Linked DNA regions of Mus musculus: region 2 is linked to region 1. Evidence: chromatin contacts called from public HiChIP or PLAC-seq data. All regions are on one chromosome and are shown on one strand. Each heading gives the region's core, a stretch centred on a gene start, on an enhancer-like site or on the middle of the called end of the contact. The rest is flanking DNA. Distances are from core to core; before and after follow the strand shown. Region 1 has its middle 6.2 kb from the start of Gm41610. Region 2 overlaps Emilin2 (elastin microfibril interfacer 2).

The links. HiChIP or PLAC-seq counts read pairs in DNA pulled down with a chosen protein or histone mark.
Region 2: a FOXA1 HiChIP or PLAC-seq map of pancreatic cancer cells shows a contact between it and region 1. The contact joins two enhancer-like sites. A contact is called at or near these places in 2 of 115 datasets of contacts at active chromatin or transcription factors (bone marrow-derived macrophages and pancreatic cancer cells).

Annotation. Positions count from the first base shown.
Region 1 is chr17:70,832,034-70,838,165 of GRCm38.p6, reverse strand. No RefSeq gene overlaps it. Among named protein-coding and RNA genes, the nearest start is that of Gm41610, 6.2 kb to the left of the region's middle. Within about 2 kb of position 3,460, at least 129 of the 459 cell types and tissues checked have an H3K27ac peak or open chromatin away from gene starts, as enhancers often do. A contact at or near this core is called in bone marrow-derived macrophages and pancreatic cancer cells, where this site is marked.
Region 2 is chr17:71,283,046-71,289,177 of GRCm38.p6, reverse strand. The region is part of intron 2 of Emilin2 (elastin microfibril interfacer 2); the gene reads left to right. Among named protein-coding and RNA genes, the nearest start is that of Emilin2, 25 kb to the left of the region's middle. Within about 2 kb of position 3,012, at least 114 of the 459 cell types and tissues checked have an H3K27ac peak or open chromatin away from gene starts, as enhancers often do. A contact at or near this core is called in bone marrow-derived macrophages and pancreatic cancer cells, where this site is marked.

The sequences.
Region 1 (6,132 bases), core at 2,211-4,710:
GCCAGGCAGAGATTACAGAAGATAACCGTTACCCTAAGGAGAGGGACAAGCGTGAGACTCTGCTTCAGAGGAAAACCAGAAGGCTCCATTTCACTTTCTCTTTTGTGTGTGATGTGCGTGTGTGTGTGTGTGTGTGTGTGTGTGTGTGTGTGTGCCTGTGGGCCGTCCCACATGTATGGTATGTGTGTGATGTGTGTGTGTGTGTGCCTGTGGGCCGTCCCACATGTATGGTATGTGTGTGATGTGTGTGTGTGTGTGTGTGTGTGTGTGCCTGTGGGCCGTCCCACATGTATGGTATGTGTGTGATGTGTGTGTGTGTGTGTGTGTGTGTGTGCCTGTGGGCCGTCCCACATGTATGGTATGTGTGTGATGTGTGTGTGTGTGTGTGTGTGTGTGTGTGTGTGTGTGTGTGCGCGCCTGTGGGCCGTCCCACATATATGGTATGTGTGTGATGTGTGTGCACCTTTGTGGGCATCCCCACATATATAGTGTGTGATGTGTGTGCCTGTGAGGGCCTCCCTCCATGCCTGGCCATCAGAGGACAACTTGGGGAATCAGTTCTCTCTCTCTAATGGAACCTGGTCATTAAGCTTGGTAAGGAGAGCCTTTACTCACTGCGCCATCTCAGTGGCTCACTAGTATCTTTCAAATAAAATAAATCTTGAATATGTTCGTTTTGATAAGATCATTCACATTTTATCTAAAAAGGAAAACAAATTATTCAAATTTATATTGGGACAATATCTGTAAATAGATTTGAATATATATATATATATATATATATATCCTAAAGCTATAAATTCTCCCCATATAAATTTTAATGTGAAATTAGAAGTTGAAATTAAACAAAGCTAGTTGCCATTCTGGTTCTGTTTGTCTCTTGTTACCTAATAATATTTTATCCCTCATGAATTTCAGTTTGAAATGTATTTGAATGATTCTTCGAAAAGCTGATATGTGCCACAGTTTCCCTTTATCCACCTCTCTTAAGGTTTCAGCCACTCGTGGTCAAACAGGACTGAGACTATCAAATGGAAAATCCAAGAAATAAACCTCCTGCCTTAAATTCCATTCCGTTTTGAGCAGCGTGATGAAATCTCATGCAACCTTACTCCGTGACTCACCCCTTTGTTGTATACAGGGGACAGGCTGCCTGCCTTGGCAGTCACTTGGTAGCTATAGTAATTCCCGACTGGGCTGACTGGGCTGACGGGCACCCAGTGCTAGGGTTCGTAATGGGAGTGTAGTGAGCCATGATAGGAATTAGCACATGCCAGAGAGTTGTTCTGAAGCTTTTCCTGTAAGTGAAAGTTCTCAGCAAGGTTAGAAAAATTCCCATCCTGTGGTTGGTCAGGCCTAAGGGAAGATCAAATCTCCCTGTGAGATTGTGAGGAGACAGAAGTTGGGGCTAATCCTGGCCATTCAACTTCTAGCACCCAGTTAGGACAAAGGGCAGAGCTGATGCATTCAAACTTTGGAAAAAGCAGATGTGATAAGATTGAGTGACCTCAGGCATCCAATCGGGTGTGGGGATCCACACATCAAGAGAGACCACTTTCAAGAAGGTTGCTGATGCAAGATGGCTCGTTTACTGCTTTTGACCCACCTATAAGCTGAGAGCATATATTCTATAAAATCATGTTCTGAGCCCGATGGTGTCCCAGGCTGGTGGTGATGCTGTCATGCTGGGCAGCCACGGTGAGCCCATAGCTCTGACTTAGTCGCAAGACCATGAAGGTAAACAAGGCGTACCCTGGCATCACGGTATAGAGTTGATATGGTTTTAGATACATTCAACCCACGATAGCAGAGGTAACGGCCCTGTCTCAAAAAAAAAAAAAAAAGAAAGAAAAAGAAAAACCAAAACAAGATCCCAGGAATCCAGGAATGTAGCTCAGTTGGAGGGGCAAGGCCTGGGCTTCCATCCCCACTAAACACAAAACACCACCAAAGAGCGGGAAAAAAAAGATAGACCAGACTAAACTAGACAGGTGTATTAAATTCCTTTGAATCCATAATAGGTATAATGGCAAGTCAGGGGGTGTTACACGTAGTTGACATTTTTCTCCAAAGTTACATGCATGACATATCCAGAACATCATTTATTTAAAATTTTCTAATTAAAAGCTTTAATACCTTAAGCTCAATCCAATCATTTCGCAATTTATAGTAGAGATCAAGATGCCACAAATATATACATCTTTCTTCACATTTTTGTAAAGGCTTTATAAATTTCAAAATAACATTGCTGCAGAGTTTTTCTAACATTTTCTGTAAATCCTGGATAGCAGTGAAATGTCAGAATAGGAGTTGGGTGTGGTTCAATGACTCCAAGCGTTCTTAAAGTCCAAGGTTCATTTCCAAATACTACATGTGTAAACATAGAAACACAAAGTCAGATTGACTTAAAAGTAATAGTCTATCTATTGCACACCTTATATTGCCACTTATCACATTATCTTATTTATTGGGCACCTTATGTACAGTCGTTTAGACTTCACAACCCTAGTGAGAGGTGTTGTTACTGCTGTACAGGGGGAGGAAGCTGGCTGGCTGGTGAGTTCAGCCTGTCTGAGGCTATGGGCTGTAATGCAGCCCTCAATCCCCAGCAGATTCTGCATGCTGTGCGAGCACTGCATTTGAAATCAAATGACTTGCAAAGAGATAACCCCAAAAAACAAATGAACAAAACCACCCTATACTCTAAAGGATTTTGGAGTTGCCTTGGCAAATGATCGTTTATAATTTTATTTTCTAAATACCTCTATCCTCTGTTGTCTACCAAGTTACCCCTTCTCCATTTTCCTTTTGACCACATCTGCTCCTTAGGAAGACTCGAGGCACTGCCGAGTCCTCGGGGATTTCCTAAGTCTCATTAACTACAAAGAGTCTGACACAATGAACTCCTGTGCGCTCTCCGCAGCTTCTCGGTGTATTAACACCCAACTATACATAACTTTTCACTTTCTTTTCTAGGCATCAGCTCTCTGAGCCCACGGGCTTTGTTTTCCAGTGTGTTTGTTTTTATTCTGACCCTTTAGGGCTACTCTTTAAAAAACAAAACAAAACAAAAAACCCTATCAATACTATGGCTTTTAATAGGGATGAAAGGGACAACGCTGCGTAAAGGGGCCGGCGCAATTTTATGATAAAACCATTCATTCCTCTCCCAATCTCAACTCATCCATCCATTTTTGAAAAGGGGTTGCTTGTGGATTAGAGCGGAGGGGGGAGGGCTCTAGTGGCGTAAAGATCAACGTTAAAAATAAATATCTCTACGCAAAGAAAACAGACCACGCCTTTCCCCTCCGACCCAGACAGAACCTAAGTACTTTGCCTGGGCAAGCTTTTTGAGAGGCTCACCTCCCGGCAAGATGAGCCGGTTTGCTGTGGCGCTGCTCTTCCCAGGCAGGTGCTGCGCGGGCTCGCCAGCTCCCTGTTAATTTGAGCCCGCAAAGGGACCTTTGATCAACGTGCTCACAGCCTGCAGGCTTCCCGAGCTGGCTCCCGGCGACTTCAAAAGAGCTGTAAAACCGACTGTAATCTCGGCCTTCCTGTTTCTGAGGCTCCCACCCCCACCCCGCCCCCTGGGTCCGCACACAAACGCCAAGCTTCGCACCGGACTATTGTCCTCGGTCCGCAAGGTGCAGCCACTGCCAGCCCCGTGTGCCATTTGCAGAGGGCTGGGCCAACTGCTAACTCAGATTTCTTCGTCCAGAGGAGGACCTGACTCGAGCTCCTTTGCGGAGAAGTGGAGATGGGCATATCATGTAATGCTTGCTGGCGGAAGGTGATGTGAAAAGCCCCAGTTTGAGGGAACTCTATACCAGGAAGGCAGTGGTTTGAAATTTTGATACAGAAACTACAAAACTAACCAACAGAGTCAACCAGTCTGTCTGACTATCTATCTATATCTATCTATCTATCTATCTATCTGGTTTGAGACTAAGTTTCTCTCCGTGTGTGTGTGTGTGTGTGTGTGTGTGTGTGTGTGTGTATGTATGTATGTATAAATGAATGTATGCATCTATCTTTTCTATTTATCTTATCTACCTACCTACTTATCTGTGTTTTGAGACAAGTTTCACTCCATGTATGTATGTATATATGTATGAATATATGCATCTATCCTATCTATCTATCTATCTATCTATCTATCTATCTATCTATCTATCTATCTATCTTATCTGTGTTTTGAGACAAAGTTTCACTTTACAGACCTAGCTGGCCTCAAGGTCCACATTCTCCCTGCTGTCTTCCGTCTCCACATCCCGCTAGTAGTCCTTTCTATTCTCAAATTTTAGTTCCTGCTTGCCTTTGGATTTTCTTGGTTCTGGGATCTTAATCCCATTTGGGATTCAAGAATGATTTTTAAAAACTTGACACGTATTTTGTGTGTGCTGAGGGTGCACATGTAGGCAAGTGTCTGGAGGAGTACACTGGGAACTGCCAGGTATCTCCTTCATCTTCTTTAGGAGGTTGAACTCAGGTCACTGGTTGGCACCTTCTGTCTCCCTGGCTCTGATTTACTGATGGCTTATGTTGTGATAGCGCGGGTGTGGAGGTAGGAGGAAGAACTATTTGTGTAGCAAGCTTTTTGTCCTTTTTATATGGTACTAGGGCTTGAACTCAGGACCTGGTCAGTTCGAGGCAAACCTTTTCCTTGGAGCTACGTAGAGCCTTCTAAGGAATATTATTCAGAATCTTTGAAAAGCTTAATTTCTTTATGTAAGATTTGGTATTTAAAACAATACCACTCTCCACCAATCTCCCCACCCCTCCCCAAAATCCCACGAACTTCAAAGTTGTTGAGAATCACAGAAGGTAAACTGAGCTCTCAGAGGGAGAAGACGGTGATAGCAGATTAGAGGCTCTGCCAAGGAGAAGCCCATCCCTGATCAATTAAGAACCAGGACTGGGGTCTGAAGAGGTGGCTCGGTGGTTAAAAGCGCTGGCTGCTCTTCAAGAGGACACTGATAACAGAACTCACTGGGCAACTTACAACCAACAGTAACTCCAGGTCCTGAGAATTCCACAGTTTTCTGGCCTGTGCAGGGCACTGGGTAGAACAGAGTAGACACACACACATTCAGACAAAACACTGGGACCTATAGAATAAGTTAATAAAAGAACTGGGGTTGATCTGGGGCAAACTCCGAGGTAAAGCCCTGGCCTGGCATGGGAAAGATTCCAGCACCCAAAGGGATAAAACACAGTAACCAACCCTCAGCCCGAGAGACCATGGTCACCCCGTTCTTAGCGAACTCGTCATCGCTCTCTTAATCTTGTGACCATCTTTGAAGCCCTCACTCACACTGCTTCCTCCTATGAGGTCCGGAGGAGAGGGAAGTAGGGATCGCTTTGCTGCTGTGTCATTAGAAGATGGAGAAGGGTGGGCTGAGGAACGGGCCAGTCAGGGCCAGAATGGAGCCAAAAGGCAGAAGTGAGGCTAGGACATTCGCCCACAAGCAAGAGGAAGCAGGACTTTGGCTCCCATCCAGGGAGAGTCACTGCAAGATCTGTAAACAGCATCCATTTGTTGACAGCTCAGGTTTGCTTCAAAGAACTTGCTTTTTGTTGGGCACAGATCCCAGCACTTGGGAGGCAGAGGCAAGAGGATCTCTGTTGAGTTTCAGGCCAGCCTGGTCTACACAGTAAGTTCCAGGACAGCTGGAGCTACATGGTTAGACGCTGTTTAGAAAAAAACAAAACAAACAAAAAACGGGCTGGAGAGATGGCGCAGTGGGTAAGACTGCTCTTCCAGAGGTCCTGAGTTCAGTTCCCAGCAACACATGGGGGCTCACAACCATCTGTAATGGGGTCTGTTGCCCTCTTCTGGTGTGTCTGAAGACAGCGACAGTGCACTCATATAAATAAGTCTTAAAAAAAGGAAAAATCAAAACCAACAAAACAGCACAAGCATCTCAAACCACCATCATCAACAAAATAACTTGCTCTTTGTAACTCCATTGAGAGTGTTAGTGTGTGAGAGCATGAATCTGTGTGTGTGTGTGTGTGTGTGTGTGTGTGTGTGTGTGTATGTGTGTGTGTCTTCTTAGTCACATTTATGATGCTCTAGTAAAACATTGACCAAAAACAACTGGGGAGGAAAGGGTTTATTTGGCTTACACT
Region 2 (6,132 bases), core at 1,763-4,262, 450 kb before region 1:
GGCTTTTTAAAGTTTAGGGGAATTTTCCTAAAGAGCCGAGCTACATGTTTCACACTTCTTTGTCTCCAGGCCAGATTCTCCATGTGGTGATCCAATTAAAACTGTGTGATGCAGCAGAAAAGGATGGGAAGGTGGACTCTGAGTTTGTGTTTTAAGCTGTAAGGAGGACCTTGGCTTGGAATGGAGCCATAAGAGGGATCTAGGGACCGGAGTCCATCTCCTGACGTTGCATAGACCACGTTTAGAGATGGCCATGTGTAAAATGACCATTTTGACTTTCAGTCAGACACGAGATTCAAGTGGGAAGTATTTTAAAATTCCAGCATTTTGCCGGGCAGTGGTGGTGCACGCCTTTAATCCCAGCACTTGGGAGGCAGAGGCAGGAGGATTTCTGAGTTCGAGGCCAGCCTGCTCTACAGAGTGAGTTCCAGGACAGCTGGGGCTACACAGAGAAACCCTGTCTTGAAAAACCAAAAAGAAAAAAAAATTCCAACATTTCAGTGTTGAAATCACTTTCAACTCCATGGCCCTCACTGCCTGACTGCATTTGTTTTTGGCAGAGGGTCAATAAACAGAAAAAGTACATTTATTTAGTCATTCACTGACAAAAAAAAAAAAAAAAATCCCACAAAAAATAGGAAAAGCATGTCTGTGGTTCCTAAAAAATTAGTCTACCGTCTTGTCAGTTTCTCAAGGAGACCAAGTTTGTTGAAGTGAATTGCTTGTAAAACGGGAAGGAAATTCAGACACGCCCTGCAACATGCAAGACCCGCTAGGGTGTGAAAAGGGCTAGATGAAAAGACAAGTGCTTTAATGGTGTGTTCACGAGGCACCGGGAGCCATTGAATTCTCAGAGGAAGTGATGAACCACAGAGGTTAGACGTGTCAGGGAGTACGTGTTCGGTGACTATAGGGTTTTCATTTGGGAAGTTAGGGAGATTAACGTCACCCACAGACCTACAGACCTGATCCTATGATAATGGTCACGATGGGCTGGGTGGGGTCAGAGGTGGGACATTTACTAGGATATACAGTGTTCTGGGTTTGAATCCGAACTAATAAATATATAGATATATAAGTAAATGCTAAGGTGCTAAATGTTATATTGTATGTATTTTACTGCCATTTTATTCTGAAAAGTAAGTCACAGGCTGGGACCTGGATCAGTCGGCAGTGCTGGCTTAGCACGCACAAGGACCTGAGTTCAACGCCCCAGTACTCCTTACGATTAGGCGTGGTGGTATATGCTTGCGGTCCCAATCCTGGGGATTTGAATGGAGGGTGGACAGTCACTCTCAGTTACGTAGTAAGTCAGAGTTGAGTTGAGCTCTAAGGGGAAGATGTGACTTGTTGAGCTCTAAGGGGAAGATGTGACTTGGCAGCACACTGATTTCTCTCCTGGGATCCTCCGGGATGAGTCATTCTGTATGGTCCTCTCTTCATCCTCCTAGGTTGAGAGCCACCGGAACTGCATGTGCCAAATTGAGCCAGAAAAGTTGGCTTCAGGCTGTGGCAGGCCAGTGAGCAGAAGGAAAGAACTTACTAGAAAGTGTGTACTCTGGAAAAGTCCCAGGCTGAAGTTGTGTCCCCATGGTGGTGGTGGTGGTGGTGGTGGTGGTGGTGGTGGTGGTGGTGGTGGTGTGTGTGTGTGTGTGTGTGTGTGTGTGTGTGTGTGCTGGGCTTTGGATCTGTGCCAGGTTTTAGTCGCTAGAATATAGGTGAATGTCAAATGCAGGCTTAGGAGCCTTGGTTGTTGGTGCACCGCGCTGACGGTCCTCTTGGCAAAGATTTGTTTTTGAGCTTCATTTGGTGTCTTTGTACAAGCTGTCTGTCCCCTCTGCTGGGCTCAGAAAGCGTGGTTTAATAGAGGTCAAACATCAAGGTCTACCCCTGCAGCTTCCTGTACCGTCTCGTTTATTCTCTTCAGCAAACTCTGTCTGGTAGGATTTTCTGTGGTAACATTTATACTCTGATGTACTTGAAATGTGGCTGTTGGAATTAAATATTTGATTTTATTTTAATGTAAATATAAGTAGTTTGTGTGACTCGTGGGCACCTTGGATTGAACAGCTCTGGGTTACCCTTGGGTGTGTGGCTCTCAGGTAGTTCATCTTGAACCCAGGATTACACAGTCCAGTTTAGTTCTGAGAAGACTGAAGAATTGTCAGCTGCTTAGACCAGAGGATAAAGTTTTCTTCTTAAAATAGGAGATTAGATCACACAGACTTGGGCAGATACAGTACTTTTGTTTGAGTGACACACTATTAATCCAATCAATGATTTCATTTCATTGAATTCTTGCAATAGGACATGTTGTATTTCGTAACGATGTTTTAGACAATGCCTTAAAAAGAAATGCTCTTGCAGGGCCACAGTGATGCACACCTTTGATCCCAGTACTCAGGAAGCAGAGGCAACGCAAAGCTCTGAGTTCAAGGCTAGCCTGGTTTACAATGTAAGTTCCAGGATGGCCAGGGCTACAAAGAGAAACCCTGTCTTGAAAAAAACAAGCAAGCAAGCAAACAAACAAAGTTGGGGTGTAGGTCAGTGGTAGGCTGCCTGCCTATTGTATCTGTCAAGTCATAAAAAGCCAGGAGGAACTAGAAATACCCCTCATATCGAGAGAAGCCAGACTGAGAAGACCCGTGTGGTTTCAGCTCTTCGACATTCTGGAGAAATTAGGGAGAAAATAAAGACCAGAGGCCCCTGGGGAGGAGGATAAAGAAGGATAAGTCGTCAGGGACTTTTAGGGTAGCGAAACTGCTCATAAGACCCCGCAGTGGTGGCTACAGGCCACTATGCATTTATCCCAACCTTAAATGCACAGTGCATGCAAGCATGAACCGCAGTGTGGACTGTGAGCTGGGGTTCTGACGGTGTGTATATGCAGGTTCTATCATTGAAACAAATGTCAGCCACAGCTGTAGACAGGGCTCCACCACACATACAGGGTGCTGACACGGTCCCAACTGGGAGAGCCTGGGAGAGGAGCCAGGCTGTGACTGGCCTGAGTCAGCGTGTGCTCTCTGCCTTGACTGACCCCTGTCTGTTTCATTGGTGTATCTGCCCTACACTGGGGACATGAGCTAACTGTCTCAGTCAGCAGTTGGTGTTACAAGTGCTCCGCCCTTGTAAGCACAGACCAGGCGCTTGGGGACACAGCACTACTTTAGCTCAGCTCTACTTCCCCAGTGCACAGAGGCTCGGGATTCTAAGGAGGTGGGTGGGCTCCCTGAGGTAGCAAATGGAACACTTGGGGAGTTCTGAAATATGCATGAGGTGAAGGCCTTGCCTGCTTTTGGTATGGTGCTTGGGAAAAACTGGGCCTTCAAGCCAGCAAGAGCTCTGTCACTAAGCCACAGCCCTGAAAGTTAATAAAAGTTAGTGGGTAGGATTATTTGTTTCTTTCTCTGCAGTGCCCTGTGTGATTGGGCTCCTGGGAATTGGAGTGGCTCCCCAACCTCTGGAGTCCCTTTCGACTGGTGTTATGTTATGTTATGTTATGTTATGTTATGTTATGTTAGTGGGAACCCCATTTTAGCTGGGGCTTATGGGACTTGGCTAATCCTGTGTTGTGCCCTCAGAGGTGCCTCATGCAGACCCTAGGGACCCCTTAGCAAGGTCCAAGGTCACCTCAGGGGCCTGCCTGTCACTTAATGTAGGGAGAAATTCCTCTGAGGTTTTCCGTGTGCAGAGGTTGCTGCCTGATGTTTTCCAGCTGTTGCTGCTGTCGTGTTTACCTTGAGATGTTGTCAGGAAGACAACCTGAAGGGTACCACAAGACCTCTGCAAATGGCTGACCCAGGTCAGATGGGCAGTAGACCAGGCAGTCAGAGCAGGGTGGAAACTCAGACGACCTGGCTGTGGGATGAGCTGGTGGCAGCTCTGCCCTTCCTTACAGTGGCAGCACACTGGGAGAGCAGGTCCTTCCTCACCCCCCAGCTCCTGGTTCAGGATTCAGGGAAGGCTCTAGTAGCATGGGTGGGGTGCAGCCTACCACTCTGTTTTCTTCCAAGGGACGAAGTCTGTTCTGCTGGGTGCAGCCTTATCAGAAAGGTTTCCTGCAGGCTGTCATCTACTGGCAGACCCGTACGCAAACACATTTTCGCATTCCACTTTAATGCTCCGAGGGGCAGAGTTTCTCTGAGGTTACACATTCCTCTAGCATGATGCTGTCCTGAGTCTGCAGGATACACAGGGCAATCGTCCCTCTGTGTGCAGGGGTTCCATGGGTGGAGGTGGGAGGAAGCCCAAGGCTGGTGTCTATCTGGACTGAAGGAGATGCTCAAACAGGAGTCCTCTGTGCAGAGAGGTCAGATACTTCCTCCCACAGGATTTAGGGCTTTCTGGAGTATCTCCAGGTAGGATGCTTTGAACTGAGGGAAACTGCCAGAGAGTAGCTGGCAGTTGTTGCCTGCTGGAAGGGTGTGTGTGTTACAGAAGAACCCAAAAGTTTCCGTTCCAACCACTTGAGAATGAACTTGGGCAACTCATCTTACCTGCAAGTCTCTGTTTCCTTGTTTGTGACAGTGGGCAAAGATATGCAGTAGAGCCAATGTGATTGTCTTTTAATGTTTAAGATTACAGTTATGTGTGTATACATGTGAATGTATATGTGTGAGTGTGTATAAGTGTGAGTATGTGTGAGACTGTATGACTCTGTGTGAATGAGCATGAGTGAGAGTGTGTGTGTCTGTATGTGTGTGAGAGAATGTATGTGTGTTTGAAAGTATGTCTGTGTGTGTCAGTGTGAATGTATATGTATGTAACAATGTATGTATGAGAGTATGAATATGACTGTCTGCATGCATGTGCGTGAGAGTGTGCATGTATAAATGTATATGATCTGTGAGTGTATCTGAGTGGGCATGGTGTATGTATGTGTGTAGTGTTTGTGGTTTGTGTAAGTCTGTCTGTATGTGGGAGTACAAGTGTGTATGAATGTGGTGTGTTTTAGTGTATATGTTAGTTTGTGTGTGTACATATTAGCATATGTGTATGTTTGAGTGTATGTCTGAATGTGTATGTGTGTGCATATGTGTGTGTATGTGCTAGTGTGTAAGAGCATGAAGGTATATATGTGCACACGTGTGTGAACCTGTGTGTGTGTGTATGTGGATATCAGATGAGGACTTGCCCCTTCTCTTCCACCATGTGGCTCATGCAGTCTGTGTGAGGTAAAGTTTCGGGTAGCTCAATGGTAAGCATCTTTTCTCACTGAGCCGTCTCACTGGCCTGTCAAGGACACCCTGAAGCATCCTCCTTCCCGCTCTGAGCTCCGGATCCCTCACGATCACCTTGGCTTTTCCCTTCACTTACTAGGGTTCCTCTTTGGTTCATCTCAGGAGCATCTCTAAATTCGTATACTCGAGACCCACCCCAGGCCCATTTCAGAAACTCCTCTGGGGTGCAGATTCTGACACGAGTTGAGAACTGCTACCCTAGGGACATCTAAACAGGCGTTTTGTTTTTTAGGAATTCTGTGGTGGGGAAAGCCTTCATGGAGGGCTCAGGGTTGTACTCTTGACCACTGGGAAAGATTGAGTGCACGGCTCCAAAGCTGGAACGTGGTCTGGAGTTGCCTGGTTGATTGAGCCCCACAACAAGACACCAGCGTGCTCATTCCAAGTCCCTCCTAGAGCAGCACATAGCAACCCCAAGGAAGCTATGCGAAGCCCATTGCTCTCTGGAAATTGGCTCCCAGAGAAGTCCAGCTGTTGGCCTAGTGTGGAAAGAGAGAAAGTGAGAGGATCAAGAGGAGTTGGCTCCAGGCCAGAAGCTGGAAGTTGAGTTGAGTGTAGGGAGGCTGTCCTGTGTGGTTGGGCTTTTGTCTATGCTGTGAGCAGAGGCCTGGCTGAAGCCCTTGTCTCTGGCCCTCATGTATGCCTGAGCTGCTGGGCTGTTACTGTCCCAGACCCAGCTACAGAATTTTACAGCTCCCCGGGAAGGTCTCTGTTATCAAGAAAACTCATCCCCCCCCTTTCTTTTTTCTTCCTTCCTTCCTTCCTTCCTTCCTTCCTTCCTTCCTTCCTTCCTTCCTTCCTTCCTTTCTATTTATCACAGCAAACTGCAGGTTCATGCTAGTCAAGTGTACCACTGAGCTACACTGCCACTCCTGGCACATGAGCTGTA